2 separate regions of the Ovis aries genome follow, and region 2 is linked to region 1. The links are chromatin contacts, called in public Hi-C maps. All regions are on one chromosome and are shown on one strand. Each heading gives the region's core, a stretch centred on a gene start, on an enhancer-like site or on the middle of the called end of the contact. The rest is flanking DNA. Distances are from core to core; before and after follow the strand shown.

Region 1 (2,700 bases), core at 64-2,563:
ATGACCTTGATAAGTCCTTACCTATCAATATTTATTGTAAATTTAGATGACTTGAATTTTCTAATGAAAAAAAACCAGAATGGCTGAATGGAAAAAATAAACAAAACAAGTGAACAGCAACAACAATAACAACAAGACATAGCTAGCTATATGCTGTTTATAAGAGACTCACTTCAACTTTAAAGACACATATAAGTGCAAGGTGAGGGGATGGAAAAAGATACTTCATACAAGTATAAACCAGAAGAGAACAGGGGTATCTATAGACCCAATGGATATAATAGACTTTAACTCAAATTTATAAGAGGAGACTAAGATTATTATACGATGATCAAGGGTAAATTCATCAACAACATATCCAACATCAGAAATTTTAAAACTATTAAGGAAATACTGACATATCTGAAGGGAGAAATAGAGAACAATACAATACAGTAATAGTAGAGGACTTCAATGCTCCACTTTCAGCTATATATAGATTATCCAGACAGTAAGTCAATTAAGAAACTTTAAACTTGTACTATACTTTACACGAACTGAACCTAACAGACACATACAGAACATTCCATCCAACAACAGAAGAATACACATTATTCCTCAGTGAACTTGGAACATTCTCCAGGATAGATCATATGACAAGTCACAAAACAAATCCTAGCAAATATAAGAAGGCTGAGATCACACCATATATCTTTTCTGACCACAGTAGTTTAAAACTAAAAACCAGTAACAGGAGGAACACCTGAAAATTCACAAATGTGTGAAGTAATTAACGAATTTTTTAAAAAATCTAAAAAGAAAAGTTTTCAAAATCACAAAAAAGTGAAAATGGAAATACAACATATTAAAACTTATAAGACAAAGCAAAAGCAGTTCTAAAACAGAAACTTGTGATAAATGTCCGCAGTAACAAAAAAAAATAAAGTTCTCAAGTAAGCAACTTAACATCTCCAGTATTGTGAACAGAAGAGCAATTGGAAATCAAAGTTAGAAGAAAGAAGGGAATAAAGATGAGAGCTGAAATAGATAAGAATCAAAAAATAAATAAAATAGAAAGATCAAAAAATTAAGACCAGTTTTTTAAAAAGGTAAAAGGTGAATAAAATTGACTAAATGAAGGAAAGAAAAGACAAAAGACTCAAGTAATTCAGAAATAAGAAAGAAGATATTACAATGCAAACTACAGAAATAAATATAGCGGCGCGCGCCCCCGGCGCGACTCTACAGCGCAGCCGCGGCGCGGGGTTCGGGGCTCGGGGCGCGCAGACGCCGCGGGCGTGGGGCCGCGCAGGCTCGGACGGCGTTGGTCCGAAGAAGACCTTCAGCGGTGCCCTGGCGGAGTGGACAGGCTCCTCCTAGCGGAGCGGACGGGCCCTCCAGTCGGAGATATGTGTAACACACCGATTTACTGTGACCTAGGAAAGGCTGCCAAAGATGTCTTCAACAAAGGATATGGATTTGGCATGGTCAAAATAGATCTGAGAACCAAGTCATGCAGTGGAGTGGAATTTTCTACTTCTGGTCGTGCTTACACTGATACAGGGAAAGCATCAGGCAACCTAGAGACCAAATACAAGATCTGTAACCATGGACTGACCTTCACCCAGAAGTGGAACACAGACAATACTCTTGGGACAGAAATCTCTTGGGAGAATAAGTTGGCTGAAGGGTTGAAACTGACTCTTGATACCATATTTGTACCAAACATAGGAAAGAAGAGTGGGAAATTGAAGGCCTCATATAAACGAGATTGTTTCAGTCTTGGCAGTAATGTTGATATAGATTTTTCAGGACCAACCATCTATGGCTGGGCTGTGTTGGCCTTTGAAGGTTGGCTTGCTGGCTATCAGATGAGTTTTGACACAGCCAAATCCAAACTGTCACAGAATAATTTCGCCCTGGGTTACAAGGCTGCAGACTTCCAGCTGCACACTCATGTGAATGATGGCACCGAGTTTGGAGGCTCGATCTACCAGAAGGTGAATGAGAAGATTGAAACGTCGATAAACCTCGCGTGGACAGCCGGCAGTAACAACACTCGCTTCGGCATCGCTGCTAAGTACAAGCTGGACTGCAGAACTTCTCTCTCTGCTAAAGTAAACAATGCCAACCTGATTGGACTGGGTTACACTCAGACCCTTCCACCAGGAGTGAAACTGACCCTGTCAGCTCTAACTGATGGAAAGAACTTCAATGCAGGAGGGCACAAGGTCGGTCTGGGATTTGAACTAGAAGCTTAATGTGGTTTTGAATAAAGCATCAGCTTTGTCCCTGGAGGTGAAGAGAAGTGAACCCACTATGTTTTGGCCTTAAAATTCTTCTGTGAAATTTCAAAAGTGTGAACTTTTTATTCTTCCAAAGAATTGTACTCCTCCCCACACTGAAGCTTAGGTACCGAGTCCATCCTAAGGGAGGTGCTTGAAGGCATGCCTGGAAGTTGTCACTTTCGTGCCACATTTCAGTTCAGTTCTGCAGTGTTATTTTCAATGTGTTCCTCAGCGATGGTGTAGGGTCATGTTCAGAGGAGACGACCCGCCCCTCCAGTTGTCCATCGCGTCCTGCATGTCCCACACCACTGTTTCATGACCTTGTAATATATTGGTCTCTGTATGGTAGTAGAATCTTTGGTTTCGCATCAGAGTAAAATAAACCCATCACATTTGGAACATTAAAAAAAAAAAAGAAAGAAATATAAAGGCT
Region 2 (2,700 bases), core at 168-2,667, 940 kb after region 1:
CTGCTTCCCGCCCACCAAGCTGGCTGGGGAGGTGGCCGTGATGCTCTCGGTGCGCGAGCGGCGGGTCAGCCCCACCTGGCTGGGTGGAGGGTTGTTGAGGTGGTGCCTCCTCAGGGGCACACTAATGGGGTTGGAGCAGTTGGAGGAGGACTGGCTCTTGCTTCTAGGGCGGAACTCATCGCTCATGGCCCGCATGGCCTCCAGGATTGTCTCATGCATGTTCTGGGCCACCACGGAGTCGTCCACCTGCATCCAGAACTCCCCCGGGCCCGTCACTGCGGAACGGCCCACTTCGATGAAGAAGAAGTTCTCTGAGTGGCCACAGCGCCTGATGTTCATCAGCTGCAGCACCACGGCCGCCGCCTCCGAGTTCAGCTTCACGAAGCTGATGGTCTTGCTGGTCAGGCAGAGGCGGTAGATGCCAATCAGGTTCTTTGTCTGACCCAGGCCCTTGGGTTTCAGGATCACCTGCCAGACCTCCTTGAAGGCGGGTCCTGGGGGCACGTCCCCGTAGCTCAAGTCCTCCCCGGCCTCCCCGAGGCCGGAGCTGCCACTGCAGCTGCCCCCGCCGCCTCCCGCCCCAGGCGCCGCGGCCCCGTCGTGGTGGCCCTTGGCACGGTTGTGCAGCTGCAGGAGGGCCTGGTACCAGCTGTCCTGCTCGGCCTCGCTGTCTGCCGCGATGGCAAAGTGCTCGTCCCGGGTGTAGAGGGCCACCAGGTGCTTGTTCTTGGAGTCCGCCCGCTTGTTGATGTTGAAGCAGCTCTCCAGGGGGATCGAGCGTTTGGGGGCGCTCGACTTGTGCCGCCACTTCTTTTCGTTCTCGTAGTACTCGAGGCGCGCCGGACCCCCAGCCTCGCTGGCCGCCCGCAGCACGAAGAATCGCTTGTGCATGCTCTTGGGTTTGCGCAGGTAGCCCACCTTGCGCACGTCCGAGAAGCCGTCCGTCTCCGGAGGGCTCGCCATGCTGCCGCCGCCGCCGAGCAGAGGGAGGCGCTGAAAAACAACCGGGTGGGGGGCGGAGGCTCCTAGCCGCGGCCCCGCACATGCAAACAGGGCTAGAGGAGGCAGAAACCCCGACTCCGAAATCCACGCCGCCCTCTGCGCCGGGGAGGGGCGGTCGAGGGAGGACGCAGCAGCTGCGCCAAGGAGATAGCCCCGACCCGAGTTTACTGGCGTTTTATGCCCTGGGGGAGAGGCAACGCGTCCGGCGCGAGTGCAGCCCGGATCCCCCGAGAGCCAAGTCTCTTCTCAGCCGCCGCGGTCGGGAAGAAGCTAAGATGCATCTCTCGCCGCCGGGGCCAGAGTCCGGCGCTGGCAGGCGGCGGCCCGGGCGGGCGGGCGGGGTGTGTGTGTGTGTGTGGGTCCTCGCCTGGCCCCTCCAGGCGCGCGCGCGCGCCTTCCCTCCGGAGTTCCTCTCTGGAAGTAGCGATTCCCGAGGCAAATTAAATATCCTTGGGCAGGGGGAGGCGAGCTGCCAAGTCCCAACGTTGCACGGGGTTCTCCCTCCTCCTCCTCCTCCTTCGCCTCCTCCTCCGCCTCCTCCCACCCCCCGACCGTCCCCGCCGCCACCAGCCGCCCAAATACCAGCTCAATCGCGGAGACCGCGGCGCTGCGGCTGTTGCTGTTGCTGCCGCAGCCCGCGGACGCGTCCTCTGCAGCCCCCGATCGGGCCCATGTCGGCGGGCGGAGAAAGTGGCTTTTCCACGCGAAACGCGACTAGGCAGCCTGGGGAGCTGGGGGCGCGCCGAAGGGACAGGCTCATCCCTGCCCCTCGCTCCAGTCGGCCGGGGAAGAGGGGAGGGGACGAGGGCGGGAGGCGAAGGCGGAGAGGGGGGGGTCGGGGGTGCGAGGGGGAGGCTGGGGAAGGAGTCGGGGGAAGACGCCTCTTCCCCCGGAGGCGCTGCCGCTACTTATCCCCTCCTCCCTCCTCCTCCTCCTCCAAGAGTTGCCGAGAGCCCCAACCAAAACAAGCGGCGGCGTCTGGCTCTGCGCGCCGACCGCGCCGCCGTCTCACTCGGGAGGAGAAAAAAACACGTGACGGAGCCTCCGCGCTCCGCAGCCCGGCCGCCGCCGCCGCCGCCGGGAGGCTCCCGCCCGGGTCTCTACATTCCCGGCCGAGCCCGCCCCGCGCCCGCCCCTCTCCGCCCCCCGGCCGTGCCGCAGAGGCGCCCGCGCCCGGCCTCGGCACCGCGCTCGGGCAGCGCCCCTACGCGGCCGGCCGCCTGGGCTCAGAGCCGGCCTCTTCGCGCGCCACCCAGGGCGCCCCCCGGCCCGCAGGAATCCCCGCCGCGGGAGCGGGCGGGGGTGTTTGGGTGTCTCCCCGAAAGCACGAGGGGAGTCTGGGAAAACGGGGGAGGGGGGCGAACCCGGGAAGACGCAGGAGTGAGGGTGGGGGGCGACGGGGGGGCACTGCGGCTACTGGGCTCTGCGTGGGAGGGCCCGGGGAGGAGGGGACTCGAGAGCTGGGCTGGATCTTACCTAACAGGTAAGAGCAGCCCCTCAGGAGAGAGTGTTTCTAGTCAAGGCTTTTTTTTTCTTCCCTCCCTAGAAATCTAAAAGCTGGATTTCAGTTTCAGTGCGATAGGCCGTGGTGCTATCTGTATTTTCGTGAGGTTTTACTAAAGGACTTCCGGGCCAGCCTTTCACCTTGGAATCCCCGAATTTGCTGCAGTGAAGTACCACGAAAGAATAGAGGGACGC

Evidence for each region. A called contact is a pair of places that touch in the nucleus more often than the background predicts.
Region 2: a Hi-C map of muscle shows a contact between it and region 1, with 5 times the contacts expected there. The contact joins the promoter of IRS1 here to the promoter of LOC101102042 in region 1. A contact is called at or near these places in 3 of 16 Hi-C or Micro-C datasets (hypothalamus, muscle and skin fibroblasts).

Annotation. Positions count from the first base shown.
Region 1 is chr2:228,139,493-228,142,192 of ARS-UI_Ramb_v3.0, forward strand. LOC101102042 (voltage-dependent anion-selective channel protein 3-like) reads left to right here and starts at 1,314. Exons shown (of 1, transcript XM_042244321.2): 1 at 1,314-2,336. The coding sequence starts at 1,389. The coding sequence ends at 2,240.
Region 2 is chr2:229,076,369-229,079,068 of ARS-UI_Ramb_v3.0, forward strand. IRS1 (insulin receptor substrate 1) reads right to left here and starts at 1,418. Exons shown (of 2, transcript XM_015093559.4): 1 at 1-1,418. The coding sequence starts at 963.